Regions from separate parts of the Culex pipiens genome. Here region 1 is linked to region 2. The links are chromatin contacts, called in public Hi-C maps. All regions are on one chromosome and are shown on one strand. Each heading gives the region's core, a stretch centred on a gene start, on an enhancer-like site or on the middle of the called end of the contact. The rest is flanking DNA. Distances are from core to core; before and after follow the strand shown. Region 1 holds the start of LOC120430008 (segmentation polarity homeobox protein engrailed-like). Region 2 holds the start of LOC120432418 (homeobox protein invected-like).

Region 1 (4,236 bases), core at 316-2,815, 270 kb after region 2:
TTGCTACTCCCCGTCTCCGATCGCGCATCATCCGACGAGGCACCATCGTTGTTGTTGTTCTGATTTCCGGAATCCCCATTCGCCCGACTCTCACCCCCACCATTTCCGGGCAGGCTCGTGGCGACCGTTGCCGTCGGTTTCGGGATCGGTCGCGGGCTCAGCTTTGGCGAGGCACTGCTGCACACGGAACTACGCGAGTCGTTGGACGGGGCGGGGTTCGAGGCTACGTGCTGACCGATTTGGGACACCGTTTTACAGAGGGATCCTAGCGGGGGCATCGAGTGCGGGTGGATTGAGGCTGCGGCGGCCGCTTTGGCCTGGTTCTCCAGCAGTTTCTGCTGGAACTTGCGGTGGCTGTTGATGATCTCTTCGTGCAGTTTGGGGTAGCTGGTGGCGCTGAAGCTGTTCAGGAGCGGGTTCCGGGGGTCTATGCTGGGGATGGTCTTGGTGCTGAAGTCGTATAGAGTTGGGATTCGCGGGTGGTACGGGTTGTTGTTGTTGAACATGAGCATGCTGGCGGCGGTAGCTGCGGCAGCCGCCGTTTGGGGTTCGTAGCAGGTCGAGTCCTGGGATTCGCTGTCTGTATGGTACGGATTGTGGCTACTGCTACCGTTGCTGGAACATAACCGCGGGGACTTGCTGATGTCGTACGGACGGAACAGACTTTCTCGCCTTTCCAGGGCACGTTGCTGAACATGGAAGCTACTGTGATGATGGTGAGGGAGATGGTGCGGGGCTGGCCCGTTGGGGCTACCGGAGTCTGAGCTGCAAGGTGGACTTGCCATGGGACTAGCCGGCTGCTGGGTTGCCATTTGGGGCCCCTTGCCGAAGCTTTCGCTCAGGATGTTCGAGATCGAGAACGAAATGCTGGTATGCTGGGGTGGCGGAGCGGGGCTCTGATCGCCGACCTCCTGCTTGATGTGCATCGGAGACATCGGAACCAGTGGCGACATCTCTTCGCGAGTAGGCGAAACTCCGTTGATCATTGTGGCGGAATTGACCGGACTTTGGCTGTGGTGATGGTGATGGGGCGGACTGGGTGCACTCTGGGGACTGCAACGGTCTTCCAATGCCATACTGACACTTCAAGTCTCACACTAGGCTTACACTTGGTTTACACTTGGTTTTTATTTGTTTAAGTTATTCACACACTGAGTACTTCAATCCCTCCTAACACTTCACTAGGCAATCTCACTTGATCGTCACTGGAACTTGTCATCAACACTCAAGCGACTCAAAGAAATTCCTTAAGCCCAAACACACGTGTGCGTCCACGAGGAACGACTCCGACGAAGTAACACGAAGGGTGCGGACCGAAAATCACGTCAGTCCGAAAAACAAACACACGCGGCTGATCCCAATTGTCCGAAAACGCCGCACCAAAGCGGAATCGAGAAAGATGATCCGATCTTCGACGACCACGGCAATCCGACACAAACACTCGAGAGCGAACACGAGCGAGCGTACGAGCGACGAGCTATCTTCTATTATAAATTGTGATGTGACATAGTCAAATGTCACCTGTGATCTGAGCCTCTGTGACTGACAGCTGAGTGAGAGCTCAACCAAACTGACTGGTTTGTTTTTTGCGCCCAGGCTACACAGCTTCTCCACTCTGGTATCTCTATTAACGCTCACTCACTGCATCTCGCTCACCCCCGCAAGCTCACATCGCTCGCTCTCTTTCCCAGCCTCGAGCTCGTCCGCCGGATCAGTTTACACAACGCACACACGCGCAAACCGCAGCAACCACTGCGAGCGAGAGCGAGACCGCCTAACCCGTGCGCCTTGGGCGCAAGCGAGACGCAACACAAATAAATTCATCAACACAAACATATTTCAGCGCTAATTGGTCCTTGCTTGTATTGGTGGCAGCAAACAGCTTGCACAGTAGGCGTGGCCGAGCGCACGCACACGGCGAAACGAGCGAATCACGAGCGCTCGCCTACCACGATTGTGTGCGTGACGTCGGGCTTAGTTCCCTTTTTCGCCGTTCACATTTCCCACACGACGTTCGTCGTTTGGGTGTACGCTTCGCGCGATCGGTATGCCGCTACATTCATACAACTTTATTACTTCAATCAAGATTCGTTCGCTCAATCTCTCTCGCTCTCTTCTCTTCGCGCTAACCCCACCCCTCGGTCGCGTGGGATTAGGTCGATTTTTTTGCTGCTCGTTTTGTCCGGTTGGAGAGGGAATCGAACCCGCGACCACCCATCTTGCGGCGCGGCCGCTGCGCCGGGCAAATCGAGATGTTATTTTTATAATTGTATAATTTCAAAATTAACTACTTAATGTAAATATATGTGTGCAAGCGAACCTCGTCTCTCTTCAAGCCGCGTCGCTCCTACAAGTCGGACCTGCATCGGGCAAACAATTGAAGAGAGTCCGATACGCTGCGCTGCGCTGCCATAGGTTATGTGTATTCAATTAGCGTTGCGAGAGCTTGGGAGTCGCTCGGTTTTCGAGCTGTCAAAAACTAATCACTTCAAACTCTTCGGCAAAACTTGTGGCAAGGAGGGGGGTGGGGACGGGACAACAAATTAAGCTGTCATTCGCGATGGATGTGGCGCGGCGGTCGTCAATTTATTAAATCATTATCTGCATATATGCTAATTATGAGAAGGTGGTGCCGACGGCAGCGCCGCTTCACTGCCAAGGTTTGAAGTTTTTTGCCGTGACGCGACGCGTCGGACCGACAAAGGTGATAATCAATTACGCGGGATCGGGATTGATGTGTGGATTGGACGGGATGAAATTTTGCGCGTGAGTGGCCCAGCCTGGTCAGTAATGGGGCCTAGACGGCAGAATTGATTGGGCCGTAAAGGTTATTTATTGGCAATCAAATTTGGTCATTTTGGAGCGGCGGCAAAAAAGCTGATTAAGACTAATGGAATGGTGTTAGATTTGACAAATTAACAGAAAGGCCAAAGAATAGTTGATAATAACCAAAGAATTAGGAATGTGCTTAAATTTGTTGTAACATAAAGCATTTTTTATTTGTATTTAATCATACGTTTTATAGTAAAATGATCCAAATGACAGCTTTTTTAAACTTTCAAACCAAATCGAAATTATTTTCTGTAAATTTAAAATTAAACTTCCGGAATATTTTATCCTAATCGTTCTATTTGCAAAATGTTTGCACGTATATAATAAAAAAATTGACGAAATTATTTGACAACTAGGGTTTGCTTTAAATTAAACATTGTACAATTACACGTTTCTGCTATATAAGTTTACTAATAAAAATGCGTTTCAAAAGGAAAAGTGTGGACTTTTAACAGCGCACAATTAATAATAATATAATATAAATCTTGTAACAAATCTGAAAACTCTATGTCGTTGAATTTGTATACATTTAAATGTTTCTAAAATCGTCGACATTTTTTCGATATTGCTGTAAATGTTTTCAAAATGGAAAAGCTTACAGAATATCTATCCGTGCAAGAAGAATCTTTATCAACAGATTGCAGCATTCAAAATCGATGAAGAAGGGCCTGTTTTAAAAAGGTCCAATAACAAAATTTTTTTTTTGCTTTTTGGGTATTTTTGAAACCGTCTTAAGTCAAAGGTATTTAAAACACATAAAAACAAAAAATGATTTTTCTATCAGACAATTAAAATAAACATTCAAGAATAGTAATCTTATTGATGCATTCGCATTAAAATGCAATGAGCCGCTAATAGAACTTTCACTTTTTGCAGACAATCAAAGTTGGAATAAATTTGAACAATCGAGATCAATATTCAATGAAATAACGGGGAGAGATTCATGAAAATATCGTTTTGAGATTTCGAGGAAGAGTTTTGTTGACATGTTTTCTTATTTGTCACTTTCGGCTGTGATAAAATTTGATATTCAGTTGTAATTTTCAGACAAGTCCAATGTTTTTGTTTTTTTTACAATCCGTTACCCAAAATTTTGTCATTATTTAAAGAGCCCTGTTTTGAACGAAAAACGTAAAAATATAATCCAAGATCTTGAAAAAAAAAAAACAAGTGACACATTCTCCGACAATGTACACCTTAGGATGAAATTTTGAAAAGCGTGTATGAGCTATTTGGATATTTTTCCTCGATTCTAGACTACTTGAAGCTTCAAAAATCATGGTTTTCATTAATTGATCATTTGAATATCATTTTGTACATGTTGGTTAGGTTATGCATCAATTCGTGATAAAATCATCGTTTTAAAACATTTTTCTAAAAACTCCTGGTTTTCAGCGAAATAAA
Region 2 (4,825 bases), core at 1,601-4,100:
AAAATTCTTGTTCGTTAATTGGGTTTTATTCATTTGGGCTTTTTAAATAAGAAATCTGTGGGGGGTTGACATACGTTAAATGAGAATGAAATGATCGATGGGTCTGAAGATGCAAGAGTTATGTTTAATAACTATAGTCATTGCATTTGAAAAAAAAAATCAAAAACATATTGTTACAACTAGACTCATTTCAATCTTAAACTAAATACACTCAAATCAAAACAAGCACATCAAATTTCAACAAAAAATCCAGCCTTGTTTTCAAAACACTGTTTTACCTTTTTTTTTTTAAAGAAAAAGGACAAACCGTACCGAAAGTTACCTTCATCGATTCGTTACGGTCGGTGGCCGGACCCGCTGATGTGTGTACCTGCCTCAGTTTTTTTTTGTTATGACATTTTTGTCCTCTCCCGACTTGTAAGCATCTCTAATTTGCCCAACAGGATTAGCCGGGATAATTTACGGCATTCGGCACCGCATGTGGGCCCGCAAATATTTTCAAAACAGGCGGCTTGTTTATGTCCGTTTTTTTTTCTCTTTTTTCGGTGAGAGTTTTTTTTCCGTTTTAGCTTTACGTCCAGTTTACCCAAAATTGATAAGCGTGTAGCTTTGACAACTGTTGCGATTTGTCATCCAATCGTTTAACAGCTACAGTAGAGTATTCGTAACTCGTTCCTCAGAGACTTAGGTCATTCTTAACCTGCTGGGAAACCACCACTTGTACCGAACAAACAAGTCCTCGTTTTCCCAGAATATCACGCGGCCACTTTCGAAAATTAAATCGTGCAAACCAGTCCTTGTTCGGTGTGGCTCTTCTTCCCGATTTCCCATCTTTACGATGTTCCCCCCGAAAAAAAACGAGCGAAACCATCAAATCTTAATCATAATCATCATCATCGTCATCTGAAAAGGGGTGGCCGAGGGGCGAGACAACGTGAAACATTTATTCAACGTAACATGCCAACGAGTCCCGAGTCTCGGTGCAAAGTGGTTCTTCAACACGATAAAAGTTCCCCTCCTCGGTCCTCACTCCATGTCCCTCGGTCGTCCACAAACGATCCAGATTTACCAGAGAATAAACTGCTCCAAAAGGGTGGACAACCCCCCGGTTATGCTTCAATGGAGGTAGGTTGAGGGAAGGCCGAGGGGTAGAACGATCAGGAAAGCAAAAAAGAAAAACCATATAACATAAATGCTTCATAATGTTTGAATAAACAAAGAAACATTTTCATTTTGGTGCTCCCCCCGCCACTCACACAAACCGCGACGCTCACAAATACACGCAAAGGGCTTCATCGGAATCCAACTGGAATTGTTGTGAAGCTTATTAGAGCGGGGGCTCTCCCCGTTCGCCCTTTTGGGATCAAAGTTGGCGTCGTGATGAGGGGCGTAGCGCCCTTTCAGTAAGAGCGAAAGAGCTAGGCTTATTGAGCGCTTGCGGGAGCGCGAATGAGAGCATAATCCCCTCAATTCATCGTGCCGAAAGAAGAATCGATAAAACAGAGAGAGCGCGTAAAACGAGAGCGCGCGCTCTTTCATTGTGTTCAAGTTCTCTTTTGTTTCCCTTTTCACCCACACTGCTTCGCAGTGCAAGCCACGCCCGCATCGCTTGCTGCGATCCCCAACGGCACGCACGCACACTAGCGCACGGGACGACGCCTACTACCACTTGAGAGAGCACGTTCGGTTGGGGCCACTTTCAGTTGGTCTACGTGTACCGTGATGGAACGACCATTCCGAACGCCCGTGCCCAGTCAAGTGCCGTCGCCGGTTTGCGTCTAGGGTTTTCCGCGCCGTCGCCGCGCCTGTTCCGTCCCACCTGCCCCGCTCGGAACCGTTTTGGGGAGCGTTTCTGTGGGTGTGTGAATCCGTGTTACGTGTGTGTGTATGCGTGCGGGGGTGGGCAAGCGGGGTAAATAGTAACAGACATAATAACACTAGTTTTTCTTCTTCTTTCTGTTGTTGTTGCCGCGGTCCCTTGGGTATCGTGTTGGTGACACGGTGCGAATTTAATTACCGATAATCCTTTCGGGTCGCAATTGTTTCGTGACAGAGCCGGTGAGCGGACCGCTTTCGTCTATTGTTCCCGGTAGGGTTCCGGTTTTCTTTCGAGTGTTTGCGAACCGACGGAGTTATGCAGTAGCGATGGCCACCATCATGTCGCACAATCTGCCGTTGATTCCGTTGCCGTTGAAGGCCAGCTTGGCCAAATGAACAGGTGTGGAAGGTATGGGTATCGAAGGGTGGGAGTAGGAAGTGGTTGTGATGAACGTAGTCAGTCTGATGTAGTGGTCCGGCGTGAAGCAGGGAAATGGAAAGGAGAGTGATGTGGAGTTGGAAGAGGATGATGTATGGAAGTATGAGGGTGGTGTGGTAGGAAGAGGATATGTTGTACCAGTTTGGGTATAGTGTTAGGGATGTAGTTGGGGTAATGGGTAGATGATGGAGAGGTTTGTTTTGGGTGAAGTGTGATAAGAGGGGTTGGGTGGTATTTGGGGTTAAGTGTAGGAAGAGGTAGTGGATTTAAGAGTGTTGGTAATGATTTGTAAGGTGGAGAATTGAATAGGGATATTGGGAAGTTGTTTGTGAATGAGGTAAGTTGGGTGGAGAATGATTGTTGTGGGGAAGAAAAGTAGTTAATGAGTAAATTAAGGGTTAATTAAAAAGGAGGGGATAAGATTTATTGAAGTTGAAAGATTGAATTGGGGATAGTTTGATTTTTGGTAGGAAAGTAAATATGTAGGCGTTGCGATGATTAAATGAATTTAAGGTGGGAGATATTAGTTAAGAAGGGATTAATGGTAGAAGAGGTAATGGATATGTGATGTATTGTTATATAATGTACTGATAATGATAAGATTAGAGAAGAACAGTGACATCAGCAAGCTGACCTCTCCATCCAGCCTAACCAGTATGACCTCCCGGGAAAGCTCCCAATCGCCTCCAAACAACCAGCTCCAAGCCGGCAACCACGCGGCCCATCTGCTCCAGCTAAACAACAACATTGCGCTCAACGACCAGAACCTCAAGTTCAGCATCGACAACATCCTGAAGGCGGACTTTGGCCGCCGCATTACGGATCCGCTAAAAAGAAGCGGAAAAAGCTACGCGAAAAAGCCGTCGGCTGAAAAGCCCACGACCTCTGCGGCACCGGCCGCTATGGATCTGACGTCTGTCATGACCAGCGCGGCTGGTTGCAGCGGCACCAACAGTAGCGGCCCCAGCCGCTCCTTCAACAGCAGCAGTTCTAGTGCCAGTGGAAGTGAAGTGGATGTGCCCGCGTCGCCGCAGTCCTCGACCGGTTCCAGCAAAACCGGCGAGGGGACGAGCGGTAGCACGACCACCAGTGGTAGCGGAGGGCCGATGGTGTGGCCGGCCTGGGTCTACTGTACCCGCTACAGTGATCGTCCTAGTTCAGGTGAGTGGCGTCCCGCTTTTTGTTGACGCAATTCCGCGAAAAAACGGCGAAACCGGGGGAACGTCCGGACAATGAAGGAATGGTTAAAATTCCGACCCGATACGGTTGTTTCCGTCGTTGCCACGATTAGCGCGAGGGGGTACTTGACGATGTGATAATGAAAATGAAAACCTGCTGAGTGCGCAAGGTGATGGAAGAGGGAGAGACGGGCACGCTCATCTTCATGTGACAACAAACGGCTGACGGTCGTGCCAGCCCTGGAGTCATGTGAAACGAGACAGAGAGAGCGAGAGGGGGGCAATAAAACTGACGTCTCCGGTTACCGCAGCAATTACGTTGTCGGTGCATTGACCAGCTTGAGTCTCACTTTGGCCAGAATTGAGCAATGCTGGTTTTAGGGGTCAAGTCCGGCCCTGGGTTGTTCTAGAAATCGACGCGCGCTTGCTTTGATCGCTTCGCGATCGCTTGCACCTGCACTAATCGCGGGCCCTCAACGCCTGCTTCGGCATGGTCTACTGAGGTCGGTTGACATGAGCGGGACGTGACGTTGAACATGATGTTGCTGGTGCGTTTTCAGCGCCCCGCGAAGCAACATGTGAGGGGCAAGATAAGATAAACGCCACGACAACTGCGGGCTGGTCTGGCCAGGGGGAGGGAGTGCGGGGCTACGCCCCGAGGGACTCGGTGCCGGACAACACTTGTAGAAGGAGTCGTTTCCTATCTTACATCACCCTCTTGGAGAGCAATGAAAGTGGTGCGATTCCGGGCATTCCACCCAGGGTTTGGAGAGCAAAAAGCCCATTTATTTGCGGTCTCGGTTTGGAGTTCGCAATTTTAATGGCTTTTTTCGGGACCGCACCTCTCTAGTAGATTTTAATGTCATCATTTTAATTTCCTCTGCACATAATTTAGTTGTAATTAAGTGGGCACCGTTTGGTAATGTGATACTTGGATCACGACTACTTGCGCGCATGTGCACCTTTGGTAGCACCCTTCTTGGACTCTGACTGACAGCCTGCTTGGACCGTCCACGTTAAAATTGAAAAAATTAAACCGGACCGGGTTGCCATTTTGCGCCATTTTTCCCGCGTTATTTATTAATGCTTTTCTTCTGGGAACCGACCGGGCCGGACTCTGTGTGCATTTAATTAACACATAAACCCCCGTAATTAAAATGCCCTTTTTTACCACTTAGATTTTGCTAGCATTTCTTTCCACGTTCAAACTGATTTTTTTGAGGTGGTGCCGACAAAGGTTCTCCCCGCGGTCAGGGAGCAGGGTCCGGTCATTGATTGACCGGCCCGCGGGGTTGATGGAAAACTGTTTTCCCCCGGCAGGGGGAAAGTCTGTGGAATGTGATTAGTGACCGCATTTTATATTGTATTTGCCAGCACGTGGTTCATGCAT

Evidence for each region. Hi-C and Micro-C count contacts between places; a contact is called where the count stands out from the background.
Region 1: a Hi-C map of embryo shows a contact between it and region 2, with 9 times the contacts expected there. The contact joins the promoter of LOC120430008 here to the promoter of LOC120432418 in region 2. A contact is called at or near these places in 3 of 3 Hi-C or Micro-C datasets (embryo, whole body and whole pupa).

Annotation. Positions count from the first base shown.
Region 1 is chr2:20,717,883-20,722,118 of TS_CPP_V2, forward strand. It overlaps LOC120430008 (segmentation polarity homeobox protein engrailed-like), which reads right to left and starts at 1,566. Exons shown (of 4, transcript XR_005607526.2): 1 at 1-1,566.
Region 2 is chr2:20,444,339-20,449,163 of TS_CPP_V2, forward strand. It overlaps LOC120432418 (homeobox protein invected-like), which reads left to right and starts at 2,851. Exons shown (of 1, transcript XM_039597618.1): 1 at 2,851-3,459. The coding sequence starts at 2,851. The coding sequence ends at 3,444.